2 separate regions of the Mus musculus genome follow, and region 1 is linked to region 2. The links are chromatin contacts, called in public ChIA-PET maps. All regions are on one chromosome and are shown on one strand. Each heading gives the region's core, a stretch centred on a gene start, on an enhancer-like site or on the middle of the called end of the contact. The rest is flanking DNA. Distances are from core to core; before and after follow the strand shown. Region 1 holds the start of Trim39 (tripartite motif-containing 39). Region 2 holds the start of H2-T22 (histocompatibility 2, T region locus 22).

Region 1 (3,012 bases), core at 364-2,863, 230 kb after region 2:
GAAAGCATGACATGGTTCTTCCTTTCCCCAAACTAGCCCAAAGGAAGAACGCTCTCTTCTTGAAGATGCTCCTGTCACTCACCGCATTTCTATTTGTGTGCAGCTGGGATGGCTGCAAAGCAACAAATACATATCAGCTCTAAGGAAGCACCATTGAGTGCATTGAGGGCAGCAGCTTCTTGGAGAGAGAGCTGGCAAGTACATTCTAAACATTCAGTGGTGACTGCAGTCTTTCAACGTCACTACTGATAACTAACTCCTTAGATAGTCAGTGATTAGGAAGGAAATTAGCCAGGTATGGTTAATACTAGGTAGGTAGCGCATGTACCGAGGAGGCAAAGGCAGGAGCCTCAGGAACTCGAGGCCAGCCTAAATTAAATATAACCAATAAATAGTTATTGGTCTCAATAAATGAATAAGTGTATGGAAAGAGACAACCAAAGCTCTCCATTCTTAAGATGTCAATACATAAGTAAGCTAATTTATCTGGTCCCATAACCCCCTACTTTCCTTCTGTCCCAAAAGGGGCCCCCCAAAAAGGAAGGAAATTTGATAGGTCTACCCATCGACAGAAAAGTGCCCATGTAATGAATTGGGGCAACAATGATTATTTCTGTATACTGGTGGTACAAATGGAAGGATTTTAAGTAGGAGTTGGTAACTTATCCTCTTTTAATGGAGAAAAGAATTGATCCAGATAAGTACAGTTGGATGATTTCTTTCTTCTCTGCCCATTAGAATCCAGTTTTGACTAGTGACTTAGCCTCCTCCTCCTCAATCCTACAGATAAGTGGCATCCTCACCTAAAACTGAACCATATTCACACTTGAGAGACCTGCATGTATCTAATTAGCAAATAGATGGTATGAGAGAGAAACGGGCTCAAGGATAGTGAAGAACGGAGAGGATTTGGAGCTGGGGGTGGTGTGGTGGTGGTGTAGAGGGCAGCCATAATATGGCCTTGTGCTCCTCTGGCTTGATCCTTCCTCCCACTCTCCATTACTCGATCTCAGTGTAAGTAATCGCGTCAGAGACGTCCACGTTTTGCCTTTAATCACTATTGGGTACCACCTCAGGAGCCTCTTTCAAGCACTGGCCACAACTCTGTCCCACCCGTTCTCCATCTTCTCCAGCCATATCGGGAGCATGAGGACCAGAGTGAGGGAGCATACGTCGTGCTTGGCAGGGAGGAACGGATGCGTGTCTAAGTGAGGGAGAGGTGTGACGTGAAGGTGGGATGCCCGCTGCCATGTCGCAGCCCAGACCCGCGATGACTGCGTCAGTTTCACCCGGGGAGACCAAAGGCAGCGGGACAGGGGAACGGCGGGGTAGCCAAGCAACGCCGGACGCGCTGACGTCGCCGGGGCGGCAAACGTCCTCCGGGCCCGAGGCGGGCGGAGGCAGCTGTGGTTGCGCGCCGGCCGGCTGACGTACTCGCCGGGCGTAGGGCCGCGGCGAGAGGAGCCCGCTCGCTGGAGCCGGCTGCGGGACCCTTGTGGCGGCGGCGCAGCACCTACCTTCCCGGCTCCGGGTCCCGGAGTGCCGGGCGCGGAGCCGCCGGAGCACTGCCTCCCTCCTTCCTCCTCCCCTCACCCCCGCCCCGCGGCGCGACACACAATACTCGCCGGAAGCGGAAGCCGCGCTGCGGCGATGGAAGACAGCTGCGCGGCGCCGAGCCGCCGTGCCAGGGCCTAGTCGGGCCCGCGGCGGGTGGCGGGCGGAGAGCCGGAGGCGAGGGCCTGCGCGGCTAGTTTACCGGGCGAGAGGGAACCCGCCGCTTCCCGTGGCTGAGGTGCTGGCGCCCAGGTGACCAGAGCGGTCCCCCGGAGACTGAGGGCCGCGCATGCGCGTGGCGAGACGCCGAACCCCATGGCGGGCAGCGCGCCGTGGCTGGGCTGGCAGAGCTGCGCGGTCAGCGAGCCCGCAGAGGCTCAAGCTGGTCCTCGGTGGGGCTGGGAACCGCAGAGGCCTGGGCGGCTACGGGTTGTGGGCGTTGGGCCACACTTTCCCGGTCTCCGGGTCAATTCTGGGGGAGGGTTGCTGTTTAAGGCGGCGGTGTATTACGTGGCCGACCTGAGAGTCTATGCTGGCACGTCACTTCCGACTGGCTGAGGTTTGGCAATTTAACCGGCAAGCTGTAGTAGGTGAGTTATCTTGGCTGCAGACCGAGGTGCGTCTTTTCCCCTCCTCCGGTTGGGTGATGTATTAGCCAGGGGTTCTCTAGAGCTACAGAACCTAGTGAATGTTTCTCTCTCTATAATTAATCGTGATGACTTACAGGCTAACCCAACAATGGGCAGCTGTGGATGGGAAGTCCAAGAATCTAGTAGTTGCGCAGTCCCACGTGGCTAGTTCTTTCAGCTGGTCTTCTGTAGAAGTAGGTTCCGACAGATGTGCTGGCAAGTAAGTGCAAGCCCGTGAAGAAGAGAATCTTCCTTCTTCCTATGTCCTTATGTAGACTTCCAGCAGAAGGCGTGGCCCAGATTAAGGTGTGCACCACCTTGTTTGGATTTGGGACTTGCTTTCTCCCGGGCTGACTTTGAACTCAGAGAACTCCTTGCCCCAGTCTGGGATTGAAGTCGTGTACTGCCTTGCCTGGTCCTAAACTTAATGGCCACTGTACCTCAAGATCTCCATGTCAAGATCCAGGTCAGAAACTTGTGTCTTCCAGCCTCAAGATCTGGATCACAGGTGAGCCCTCCAATTCTGGGTTGTAATTCCTTCCAGATAGTCAAGTTGACCACCAGGAGTAGCCACCACAGCTGACATTAGCGAAACGCTTTCCCTGGCTGGAGCTGGAGTGTAGAAAACCGGTCTAGTTCGGTGCTTTGCTGCCCCTGCATCTAGGATGCCAGGAGGACCAAATCCTGTGCTCAGGAAACACTGGGTGGGAACCAAAGCCTGCTTCTTTCTCTTTGAAGACCTTGCTTAAGTTTCTCTGGGAGAGCAGATGGAGCTTATGGATAGACTCCAGACTTGCACATTGGCCTCCTTGTTGTGTTTTATAAAAAG
Region 2 (2,898 bases), core at 115-2,614:
GCACCTCCAGCTCTCCAAACTCCCAGCAAGTAGCCTAAAGGAAACAGACATGGTTTGGCTCCCCTGGGCACCTGAACGCAGCAGCCTCTCCTTCCCTTTTTCCAGGTATTTCTGCAGCAGATCTGAGCAGTGGCTCTTCAGGTCCTGAGAGATGTGAGGTACAGTGCTGTTTCCCACTGTACAGGAACTTGGGTTTTCGTTCAGGGTGGGGAGATCCTCGCTATCATAGGCGAGCTGGTTGTACCAGAGACACAGGTGCCGATCTGGCTCCACATCGCAGCCTTGCAGCCACTGTAGTGTGTGAGAGTCTAGGAAGGACATAGTTGGTGGTCAGTCCTGTCGCAGCAACACGAGTAGAACACAGACCAACTCCAAGTAAATCCCTGCAGACTCTTGGTTTTTGAGGAACTGGGCATGTGTTGGGTGAAACTCTGGTCTAGTGAATATGGACAACCCTGGTACATCCTTGGGATGGGTTCGGATCACTCACCGTCCATGCTCTTGTTGTAAAAATGAACCAGGGTCATCAGATTCCTTTCAGACAGCTGTCCTTGAATTGTGACTATACGAGTCTGCTGCTCCCAGTTATCTGCTTCCTCCTGCTCCAGCCAGGGTGCCATCCTCGGAGTCTCCTCCTTGCTGCTGAAGCGCAGGACCTGCATGTCGTCCACATAGCCGACGATTATGAACCAGGGCTCCCCAAGGCCAGGCCGGGACACAGCGGTGTAGAAATACCTAAGCGAGTGTGAACCTGGGAGGAGGAGCGCGATGAGACCCCGACCTCCTCCTCCTCGATCCCCATCTCGATCTCGAGCGGGAGTGCGGGCCGGGAAGGGAGCAGGGCGCCAAGCTCGGGACAGCTGAAAAAGGGGGGCTGGAGGATCTTGCTGGGTGGTGCAGAGACTGGGTGGTGCTATCCCTAGCCTTCCCAGTAGAGACAGTTTCCCTCCCCGGTCTCACTCACCCAAAGGGATCCGAGTCCAGGATGGTCTGGCATCCAGCTGCAGGAGAAGGGCGCAGACCACAGCGGCCCTGAGGACCCAGGACATCTGGGACTGGGCAGATCTTGGACAGCTTTATAAACTAGAGCGACAGCGATTGTATTATCTCAGAACCCAACTTCAAATTACAGTCGCGAGTGATTGGAAAACACCAGAAAATCTGAATTTTAAAAGTAACCAAATGACACTACCTCTGGTCGCAGAATCGATTGTCCCAAACTGATCCTCTGTTTTATGTTGGAAATTCTTCCAGTGGCAAAAGCCGCCACTGGGTCTGACAATTCTGCAGGCCTACATCCTGCACCTTCTTGCTCTCAACCCTGCCTGGGGAGAGGAGGGTCGCAGAGAGAGCAGGGCGGTAAAAGGCGTTCCTTTCTCCCACGTCATGACTTCCTTTCTTGCCTTTTCATCTTAGCCCAGCGATTGGCTTCTTGTCGTCGTTATTAGCCAATCAAATAATTAGGAGAAATTGCCCTACAGAAAGTGAGAACTAGTGCCAAGTCATCAATATCTAGGCAGAAAAACTCAAGAGAAGTTGGGGATTCGAAAGTGAAACTAAGCCAATTAGGGACTCTCCCAGCTACTTTCCTCTTGAGGTCCTGAGAGTCCTTGCCTGCCAGGGATTTGCACAGACTCCCAAAGTGCCCAGAAAGCGCTGAAAGAGCTGTTCCTTCACTCCGTCTTCCCGAGACCTGTTCAGAGGCTGTCTGTGGAATCCAGGGGAGACTGCACACTGATCTCAGGCCCTCTCATGGGACACAGGACTCCTCCAGAAGGAAACATCCCAGGGCCCATGTTGGCAATAGCCAGCTTTTTGGTAGAATTCACTGGAGACCTAGGTGAGATCCCTTCTCCTGTCTGTCTGTCTGTCTGTCTGTCTGTCTGTCTGTCTGTCTCCCTTCAGGACTTTCCTTTTTAGGCCAGGCTTGCCTCAAACTCAGGAGATCCACCTGTTTCTCACCCCCGAGTGCTGGCATTAAAGACATGCACTGCCAAGGACCAGTGAGTTATATTTTCTCAATGAACCTGCCAAGTTGACTAGCTCGCATTATGGAGTTTTGCACAAGGTTGGGACTCATCTCTGAAGCAGAGTTCTCAAAGCTCACAGGGAACATGTGGCAGGATTCCATTTCTCAGTTTCTGGGCAAGGTCCCCTGTCCTTGCTGGATGGAGCAGAGCAGGAATGTTGGTTACTCTCCATGGACTTTGGGTTCTTTGGGTGGCTTTATGAAGGCCATTGGAGGAAATCTCCTGTGTAGAGTCATCACACTGTGGGTCTGGGCACAGAACGCAGTCCTTTTAATATTTGCCCTGATCAGGACAGTCCCTCAGAGTAAAGTCAGCTGGTTCGGAGCCCTAATGACTTTTGCAGAGTCCCTTCACTGAACTAGCATTTGATGGACTGACCTTGTGAAGGTTAATAGTCAGGGTGGTTATTGGGGGAGGGCTGGGGAGAAGGAGCCCAGCACTGCCTCATTCTTCTTTGTGTGGGAAATGGTTGTCAGGGGTCATGAAAATCTAATTGAGCTAGAGTGAGGGTGGTAGTGAATGAAAATGGTACAGCCATTTCACAGTTCTAGTCGTGGTGAAGGAAAAGGAAGAGCTCAGACTGAACACAGCCAGCAGAATAGACCTGGCCATGAGAGGGAGATGGGGGAAGGCAGTCGGAGGAGAGAGAGAGAGAGAGAGAGAGAGAGGGAGAGAGAGAGAGAGAGAGAGAGAGAGAGAGAGAGAGAGAGAGAGAGAGAGAGAGAGAGAGAGAGAGAGAGAACCAGGACAGGGAGAAGAAACAAAGTGGCCAAGAGCATCTAGCCAAGGGAGCTGTTGGCTGGCAGCTGGGCTGAAAGTTGAGAAGATGAGGGATGGAAAGGGGTGAAGCTTAGGGTCTGGAGAGGTT

Evidence for each region. ChIA-PET counts read pairs in DNA pulled down with a chosen protein or histone mark.
Region 1: an RNA polymerase II ChIA-PET map of memory CD8 T cells shows a contact between it and region 2, with 48 read pairs. The contact joins the promoter of Trim39 here to the promoter of H2-T22 in region 2. A contact is called at or near these places in 4 of 115 datasets of contacts at active chromatin or transcription factors (the SCID.adh cell line, bone marrow-derived macrophages, effector CD8 T cells and 1 more).

What each region holds. Positions count from the first base shown.
Region 1 is chr17:36,269,820-36,272,831 of GRCm38.p6, forward strand. It overlaps Trim39 (tripartite motif-containing 39), which reads right to left and starts at 1,614. Exons shown (of 7, transcript NM_178281.1): 1 at 1,518-1,614.
Region 2 is chr17:36,041,378-36,044,275 of GRCm38.p6, forward strand. It overlaps H2-T22 (histocompatibility 2, T region locus 22), which reads right to left and starts at 1,365. Exons shown (of 9, transcript NM_010397.5): 1 at 965-1,365; 2 at 491-751; 3 at 72-308. The coding sequence starts at 1,049. Gm6034 (predicted gene 6034) reads left to right here and starts at 1,584. Exons shown (of 3, transcript NM_001034909.3): 1 at 1,584-1,840. The coding sequence starts at 1,753.